2 separate regions of the Gasterosteus aculeatus genome follow, and region 1 is linked to region 2. A link is a contact called in public Hi-C data. All regions are on one chromosome and are shown on one strand. Each heading gives the region's core, a stretch centred on a gene start, on an enhancer-like site or on the middle of the called end of the contact. The rest is flanking DNA. Distances are from core to core; before and after follow the strand shown.

Region 1 (4,721 bases), core at 1,954-4,453, 39 kb after region 2:
TCAGCCAACGCAAGTGGTCAATAAAGACGATGGCTTATTCTAAGGGAGTTAAAAGTCCCGGGCTTTCTCGTTAGTCATTCTCATTTTATCATAATGGTTTGGAAGCAGTGCAGGATACTCAGCCAACAGCGAGAAGATTTACTCTATTAAAATGACTCTGCTGCCGTGAGCACGATGGTTGCAGATATAACGGACTCTTTTGCACTGTCACAGAGGATAAAATGGGTCAAATTCATTTTTAGATGAAGTAGAGAGGAAAAAACCCAATGGCTCGTTGATAGTTAATCATTTTGGCAATAAAACGGCAACTGAAGCACCACCAGAACGGATACTGGTGTTTGTCGAGAAAGGTGACAAGTGCATCTTGAGGTGAGTAATTGGACCACTTGAAAACACATTTCAATTGACCCCCCAAAAGTGCTGTTGTTTTTATTTTGAACTAGTTTTTGTTATCAGCCACCTCAGTGCGCGCCACTGTTTTCATCTTGTGAGTCTGCGCGCGTCATCGTTGCAGAATCCTCCCATGGAGGCGCTTTCCGCCAGGTGTTGACATATCTTTTGTCCGTCTGTGGCGACGGTGCAAGATGCTGTTCGCAAAAAACCTTTCTGGTGTAGTTGGGACCAAAGCGAATGCTGGGTTTGAGGTCGGTCATGGTTTGAGCCAAGCCGCCACGGGGGGGCTGTGAGGCGCCGTTGGCTCTCACCCTTCACGCCGAATACAAGCCAGGTTTGACGTCACAGCCGGTGTGATCCCGTTGCAAAGTAATCACTAGTTATTTCTGCGTTTGCTTTTTAACAAACAACACAAACCAAATCCCATTAAGGGTTCAGCATCAAGGCGAGTCCCTGGATGAGTTGAGTGGGAAAATTGTTGTGATTTTTTAATTCCTCTTCACTGTGCTCCTACAGCTGTTCCTGCTGATAACGGCGTCCTGAGTGACTGCGTCGCCGCGGGAGCGCAGCGCCCACTTTTTAGTTCCACCTTTCGGTTCCCCCTTCAGGTGCGCTGTCGGCTCTGCACGCACTATTGCCGTTATTTGCACAGGTAGAGCTGATAGCAGTGTGAGCCGCGGGCCGCCAGCCGGCCGCTGCCATGTTGAGCATCCTCCCAACCTCGTTTCTTTCACCTTTTGTACATCAGTTTGTTGAGCATTAGCTCGCTACAACAACATACTACGCTCATTACAGGAAAGGAAAATATATAGACAACAACATTTCATAACCCCCCGCCCCCCAATTCCCCCCCACGCCCCCTCAACCTACACATCCTGCAACATTATGGGAAGCAGCTTGTTTAGCTTCCATGTGGCAGAAATAATTCACGTCGTTGGCTGCATAATATGCAGTGGCATTTAATGTCCCCACAGCTCAGTGGTGGATGCCAGTGGCTCAGTGATGGGACGTTCAATTCCTCCACTGAGAATGATGTGAGGTGACAGTGGATTTGGTCAGGATTGGTGTGACATGCACGCTGCGAGCAGGGACCCATTCTCGAAGAAAAAAAATAAATCCCAAATGATGTTTCCTATTGCTTGTACCTCTGCTGACAAAACTAAAATTCATGGACTAACAAGAAATGAATTTGTTTGAAGAAGAAATATCTGTAGAATCAAATGATTAAAGATTGCAGATATGCAATGTGCAACGGCTCCCCTTGATGGCATGAAATCAAATGTCCTGATATTCTTCATTCCAGTTTTACAGACCAAAATGATTTATGTTTAAGCTTTACTACCCATAAACCTTTTAGTTTAGTTTTCTTCTAAATCTATTAGGCTATAATTCTTTATACCCCCTTTTGGTCAGATCTTGAACAGTGTTATGTGTGATATGCCACTATATTAACATGAGTCCTTTGTTTTAAGTTATTTTAGCCAATATGTCCCTGCATTTAACAGGACCTTTTCACAACTACGATAAACATACAGAATTCAAGCCTGCATTGCCCCCAAGAGCACATATAGAGCTGCTCTATTAACAAGAGAGGGATTACTTAAAATAAGGTGAAGCCCACTGGAAGTGCCAAAGCAACAGATGCAAGCGGGTGCAACAGATGTGTCAATCATCCCTCATGAATAAACAAAAAATGCAGGATGTTGTAACTTTGCAGGGCAGACGAAGCTCAGGACATTAGTGCTTCATGTTGTTAACCCGAACACAGCAACATGCGTTTCGGGCGAAAGGTTTGTTTGTTTCTCTTCTCTTTTCTCTGTAAGGCTGAGTGGTCAAGACAGCATCAGCTGGCATTAGTCAGCCTGAAGGCATATCTGCTGTAATAAGAGAATAGGAGCTCTGCTCTCTGGAGTAACCTGGGGAGAGAATGTGAGTTTGCTTTATAGACCTATTGTTCCCCTTTGCCACGGGGTCTCAGACACTCATTACGGTTGTATTAATAACACAGACCAAGACTCTGTCTGACTAACCATCCATCTGACCACACGTGGAAAAAGGAAAAAGAGGTAAAACTACATGCTGAATGGAAAATTCTGATAGCAGCTTTTGCACTCACATACAAGTAAAGCAAACTAGAATTCTTTAAAAGTAGCCCTCCTGAGCAAAACCCTAAGCATGGATTCATGCAAAGAACAACAGGGTGGCTGCTTCCTTTCACCCGATATAGATCAGGAGTTAATTATAGTCCTTACCCAGTTCTTTGCGGTCTGAGCTGTGGCTGGACAACAGGAAGAGGTAATCCTTACAGGTGTCTTGATCCAACAGTGAACTGTTGTGGAGGCAAAGGTCAACAATTAGGGTCACAGCTTTCTGACAGACCATGTCATACTCCTCTCGGTCAGAACTCATGCTCCCAGCTGCATCCTCAGCCGTGTGTGTGCTCATCCAAGGGGACTAACACACCCACACACACACGCATCATCAGCAGCAGCAGCAGCAGCAGCCCAGCATGCAGAAGACGAATACAACTTGTCCCCGTCCTCGGCTGCGTCTTCTCCTCCGCGGTCTCTTACGCGTGTCCACTCACAAACACGCTTGAATCTATTGTGCGTACACTTATACCATAAATCTGTAGTAGTGGTTTTGTGTATGTGTTTCAATTAGTGTCTTAGTGGGGCCAAGACTGCTAAGTGCGTGAATGCGTGGTTTGTGTGTCAATGTGTGTGCAATTATGAGCGAGGGCTAATAAATCACATTTGTCCCCAGGTGATGGGACTGAATGGTTGCATCACACACATGCTACAAAAAGCCAGTCACCAAGAAACACAACAGCTTACCAGAGAAGCCCCGTCCTCTCCTCCCTCTTGTGTATTCATCCACATGGCTCCTCCCACCTCCACCCCCCTCCATCCGAATATAATGCCGCCGCCAAGAAGAGAGATGACGCTGAATTTGGGGAATTTTAGCCCTTTAATGTCCGCACAAAGAGAAAAATAGTGGAAATGATTTCATTGGATTTTTAACATTTGGGCAACAATAATCTTATATTTTTCATAACTTAGCTCAATAAAAGTGATGGTTTAATCACGTTATGTTAGGAGCCATACATTTTCTATAATATATATTGACCCAAAATGTGCTCCACCAGAGCATGGAGTTCAAAGGTTAAAAAAAGGGGAAATCTATTCAAGTATTGTAAGAATGACGACTACACTGAGGTGGAATAGTCATGAACGCAACGTCAACATTGTCAGCGACAAAGATGACGCAACAAAGACGCCATGGGCTTGGCGAGGGGCGCCTGGGCAGGCAGGTGGGCGGGGGGGGGCGTAAACGACTGAGGAGCGTGATGGCGCCTCCATCCCGCTCAGCAAAGAGCCCGGCACGCACACCGGCAAACACACATTCAAGTACTGAGGCAACAGGGCTCTGAGGGCAGTGTTTACGGACTAAAAAACAAAACATAACGACCACGGGGAATGTTTTTCTCACAATTTGAGTGGCTCCGCTGGTCCCTGCGGGTCAGAATGTCTCCTGTGATGAATTCCACCGCGAGCCGAACCACCTGTGACCTGCCAGGTCTCGCTGCTCGCACCGACAGTGGCCCATCGCTCTGCCTGTGATCCCTGTGAGTGTTTACAACCTGTAATGAGGGGGGTTTAGCTTTACCTGGGAAGGAGATAAACGAGGGCAGGATGAGGGAGAGAGAAATGGTCACGTGCAAGTGCTGATGTACCAATGTGCTAATGTGATGTGGAAGTAATAGTAGCAATACCATGCTGTAAAAATGCTTTATAGTGAAAGTCCTGCATTCCCATGCAGAAGTGTTTGTTGGTTGGATCGGCCCATTTTTATTATTCATTTTGTTAGAGTTGTTGAACTATTATTAATGTAGCGGAACACAAAGCACAATATTTCCCTCTCAAATGTAGGGGAGTTGAGGTATAAGTATAACATTTAAATACTGAAAGTAAAGTACGCACAGATTACTTACTAAAGATGAACACTGGCTATTTATTTATTTATTTTAAAGACAATCTCAAACTTTGCAGGACTGTCTAACTATGAGTGAAGATCTAGTATCTGCGCACTGTACACTGTAGCTAATGAAGCTCAATAAAAGAAAATACATCTCTAGCAGCTGATTTCCTTCACTGTTTTTTCATTAACCTCTAAGGATGTAATTCAAATTAATGTGTCATATCTGATAATTAAAATACGTGAACACATTCAAAAGTATTTACTTTCGAATCAAGTCTGTATAGAAAGCCCTAAGCGAGGAAGAAAACTGAAGCTAATTGACTTTTCTAGTACACTACATTGAACTA
Region 2 (4,762 bases), core at 1,183-3,682:
ATCTTGAATACAGCCAGTCCCCTTTTGTATTTTAAAGTGACAGTTTTGTTGACTAAGCTCTCTTATGCACATTACAGTGCTCCAGCCCGGATTGAAATTACCCCAATGCCCCCCTTCAAGCCCTCTGAAAATATTGGTCAGACAAATAAGGTCTCTCTTTTATGTTATTTGAATATTATGTAATAAATTCATTGTTAAATCATAATTTTTGAAATAATCTAATCAAAAAGCTGAAATGCTGCAAAGCGAGAGGAATCTAAGCTGCAAGCCTCAAGCAACCCACCAGCAGCCAGCCTACATGCACAGTAACTTCTGTTTCGTCCTGTGACATCCCGGATAAAGTCATTCAAACAAGATGGCCGCGTCTTCAACAAACAAAACCAAAGGCAGCATTATTTTGTGCGATTCTATAACGAATAAAACGTGAGCTCTAGAAAGCTCATTTTTAAGTCCCAGGACGCTCGGTTGAAATTGCATTTCTCGCCACAAGTTGTAAAGTACTTGTGGTGGCCGCGGTTTGGCTCGGCTGCGGTGGGGGGGGGGTCGCTGCGGGAACTATACCAGCTGGAGGCGTAATTGGCCTCAGCTGCAGCAGGTTAGGTTAATTGTGTGTCTCCCCTTTGAAAACCACAGTAGTGGTGATCCAGCGGGGGAAGGAGTTGGATGGAGAAACGCAGATGAGAAGCCAGATGTATTGTGTGACAATAAAGAAAGTATTCCCAAAACGCGAGAATTGTTTTCCTACCAGTATTAAACAACTTCCAGTGGTCCTTGTGCTCAAAAGTTTCTTTGGTCTTGTTGTTAAAAATGTAGCTCCCATATATTGCAATGCATACAGTGAAATTGAACTCACCAGACTATATGAGATACATTCAAATGAATCTAGAAGAAATGAAAAAGGGGCAATAAATTCTTACGCTGGTGGCATATTGGATGTCCCTCCATACGTTCGTCTCCCTGGAGAGGTCCGATGTCTCAAACAAGTTGTCCAGCACCACCTCCCCGATCATGTCGTGCCTCGAAAACCTGTCAAAGTCAAAGACGCTCATGTGGAGCTTCCTGACCGCGAGCTCGTCGTAAGGCACCGGGAACTGGAAGCTCTCGTCAAATGAGGGGTTGAGCGTCTTCCGGTGGACGCGAGTCTGGAACTTCTTGCGGTCGGGCAGCAGGTAGACCTTCACGTAAGGGTCAGACGTGCCGCACAGGTCCTTGGCAGGTAGGTCCGCCGCCTTGAGGATGTTGACTATGAGGGCCTCGTTTTCATAGTCGTACTTGAGAGAGATGTTGATCCTGCCGCAGTTTTTGCTGCTGCTGTTCTTGGATGAATCCTCTGATTCCACGGCCTTCTGTTGGTAGAGCTCTGGCTGGATGCGGCCGATGCTGGTCGACGTTTCGTCGTTGTCGACCATGTAATCGTTGCCCAAGTCGAGACTGCCTACCTGCATCTGTCGGGGCAGGTGCCTTTTGAATGAATTGTGCCTGCAGGGACAGAAAAGTAAGGAGTAACTGACAAGGGAATGATTTGTGGGATGTTTTGAGAGAGCTGTAGGAAACATGAGCAGGAAGACTCTGGAGTCAGAGGTTTTGTATTTAGCGGAGGGAGGTTTCGAAAGCAAATGTCCAGACACACCAAGCTGACCTCCAAAAGCCAGCACTGAGAAAGGGCCCTAGCAAAGGTAAAATCCAAGCAAAGGGTAACGAGTAGTTCAGTTTCTAGCAAGTTTAAAAGAAAGTAGTGGCCTGGTTTATATTTCTTCTTTTGAATGTATGAAATCTAGGGTGCTATTCTTATGCCTCTGTCTTTGCATCAGACACTGTTAAATAGTGAATGAATTTATTTAGGTATTGTCTGGTCTATTGTATAATAAATGGGGAAATAACAACAAAAGCTATGAGTTAAACACAGAAAGTCAAGATAAAACTGCCCTAATTGTAGGTTGTGTGAAATACTGGTATCTCTCTATTTATATATTCAATTGACTAAATGTATTTTGTGCCTGATTATATACAAATGTACTGGGAGAGATTTGCGTATTTTTCCTTCATTGCATGCTGGACGAATGGACCTATTTATAACACATCAATTAGTGTCATTTGTCCTTAGCATGTTCTACACACAACCACATCACACAGTCTCACACGCGTGTCTACGAACTGACCGAGTGGAGGACGCCGGCTCCGTGGTTTGCCTCTGCATGCGTTGCGTGCGGCGCAGGAAGTGCTCCCTCATGGAGAGCTGCACCTCGGCGGGGATGTCGGGAGACGTGCGGCTTATCTTCACCGCTGCCTCCAGGAAGCCCATCGAAACCATGGGCTCTTTCACCTTCTCCGTCGCCATGGTGACCGGTGGCTGCTGGGGGCTGGGCAGACAGGGAGGCGTCTGGAACGAGCAGTCCTCTAGGTCGCGGGCCGGCGCGGGCGGGGGACCGGGCAGACGGGCCTTAGCTCGCCGAGACGCACGGCACAGCTTCCAAGAGACGAATGTAAGGAGGCCCAGCAGAGCCAGGCCGCAGAACGCAAACACAAAGACGAGGAGGCCAAAAGAAGCGCCTGGCGGGGACCCGAAAATGAGGGTCATACAATATGGACAACAGATGGTCAACAAAGCAAAAGAGAGAGAGAGAGAGAGAGAGAGAGGGAGGGAGTCTATTAGGACATGGTTCCACCGGTGCTATATTGGTCGTTTTTATTTAAGACTAAGGACAGCGAGACACAAGTATAATGGAAGATGTGTTTCATAAATATTTAAGTAACCTCTGTTAGAATCCGGTTCAGCCCAGGAGTAAGGAAATCCTATTCATGTGCGGGATTGAAATGGGACTACGCACTGATGCGCAAAGAGGGTTTTCTGTGACAATAAAAAGTAATTATTGTGACAAATACTAAGAACATAAAACACATTTGTGATTTCGTTTTGCTAACAAATACACAAAGGTGTCAGGCATCTTCCCTTATGGATTTTTGACAATAAAAAAGATTGAGGCACAGGCAATCTTATTTATAGTCCAGCATTTTGGATTAGCTTCTTGGGGGGAAAAGGCAGCATACAAAGACCTGGAAACTCACTAAGGATGCTGACAAGCGCCCTTCACAGGCACCATAAAGCAAATGCAAAAAACACACAGCCCTGTATCTCTGGGTTTTGCATTTGGGGACACCTGCCAAACCTGCTCCTGTTCTTGATTTAAAATCCTTGTATTTCCCCAGCTGATACTAGCAACATTTTACACGCTTCTCGACCGGGATTCAATTCAATTTTTCTGATTATTTCTCTTCCAAGGGGCCTGATTGCTCGAATGTATCTACAATAACTCCCACTGAGCAGCGTCTGTGGCCTCTCAGAGGATCCTCTGCCTCCCGTCTGCACAGAACACTCCAGAGAGAGATGTAGAAAGCTGCCTGAAGGCACATTGAATTAGGTATTTTCTAATATTTACTTGGCTCAAGCTTCCCTCAGTTCAGCAAAATATGAGCATCGACCGGCCCTGAAACCTGCAGGCGGAGTACAGAAGAACACGTGTGCATAGGACACGTGATTCCTTACATATTTGTAAAAGTATTACAATCCCCCTTTGGTGAAGGTCAGATCACAACAGTGGTAAAATGCTCCATTAGTTCAAAAGCCTCCATTCAAAGTCCAAAATGTATTAGCAGTGGAAATATTTACACTATTCTAGCAGAATGAATGTAATTATTGTACTATTGTGTTACATTTGATTTAGCAATTTATGGCAACCAGTTGCTTTAAGATGAGAAATGTTATTTAAGAGAATTAATCCCCCAAAATCAAACCGTAAAAGTAAGCTTATGAAATACAACAGATTGCTTAAAATCAGATCAGTAGTTTTGGCTTATTAAACTTAACCAAAAAGCAGGGTCTTGTTTAGGTCCCTTGTCCTATTTCAGATGTACTTTACTAACAATAATTTATAGTTATAGTTCGATGCTTTAGTCTCTAAAGTATGGATCATCAAAATATTATTTGGAACTACATTCAAACCAAATCCACCGAAAGCAATTCATAGCTTAGCCGAGCGGTGGACAGGATTTCATGTCTGCAGGATTTATGCCTGAGGAGGATTTCTCGGCTGTCCACGGCCCCGGCGGCCTCTCCGTGTCATCTGATATTTCACACAGCTCCCCACAAAGCTTCATCTCCACCGGACTGTCCCCTCGCACAGTCTTCATCTGTCCGTCACGGCAAATGGAAGCAGATCCTGCGCCGTGGTACTGAAATACACGTGAACGTCGGTGATGACAGTCTACAACAATCGATCGACTTTGGCTTGAATGTCTTTTGACGCTGTAGTGGCTCCAAGTGAAGATCCGCTGAAGGAGTATTTTTTCAGTTTCTCCTCCATAAGAGATTCAAAACAATTATTTGTCATACTTGTATTTGTTAGATGCTTTACATTATGGAACCCTCTTAGTTTTTGTTACATACCGAAGGAAACTTTAAAATGTGGGGAATCTAAGTCACAACTAGCATCTTTTTGATTATTGCTTAATAGATTTATGATTTACATAAACAACATTTACAATGAACATTTACATTTACATTTACAATGAAAATAGTATTGATTTCCCCAAAAAGAGTCCACATGTTGGATCTAAAATGATGAGTGTGTTCCGATTTGATTCAGCATGTTAGGTGTGCAACAAACTCAAAAGGGTTTTTTAAATTTCCATAATTCCGTTTCACTTTCATCTGCTGCAGCGTCAACTGCTGATTTCACATCTACATTTTTCATTTGGCTGAAGC

The links. A called contact is a pair of places that touch in the nucleus more often than the background predicts.
Region 1: a contact with region 2 is called in a Hi-C map of whole body, with 1.9 times the contacts expected there. The contact joins the promoter of syt6a here to the enhancer-like site in region 2. A contact is called at or near these places in 3 of 6 Hi-C or Micro-C datasets (blood and trunk muscle, tail fin and whole body).

Annotation. Positions count from the first base shown.
Region 1 is chr2:6,959,225-6,963,945 of fGasAcu3.hap1.1, forward strand. syt6a (synaptotagmin VIa) reads right to left here and starts at 3,204. Exons shown (of 7, transcript XM_040193707.2): 1 at 2,646-3,204. The coding sequence starts at 2,838.
Region 2 is chr2:6,920,864-6,925,625 of fGasAcu3.hap1.1, forward strand. syt6a (synaptotagmin VIa) reads right to left here. Exons shown (of 7, transcript XM_040193707.2): 2 at 2,160-2,550; 3 at 918-1,479. Among protein-coding and RNA genes, the nearest start is that of olfml3a, 19 kb to the left of the region's middle. Within about 2 kb of position 2,433, at least 2 of the 9 cell types and tissues checked have open chromatin away from gene starts, as enhancers often do.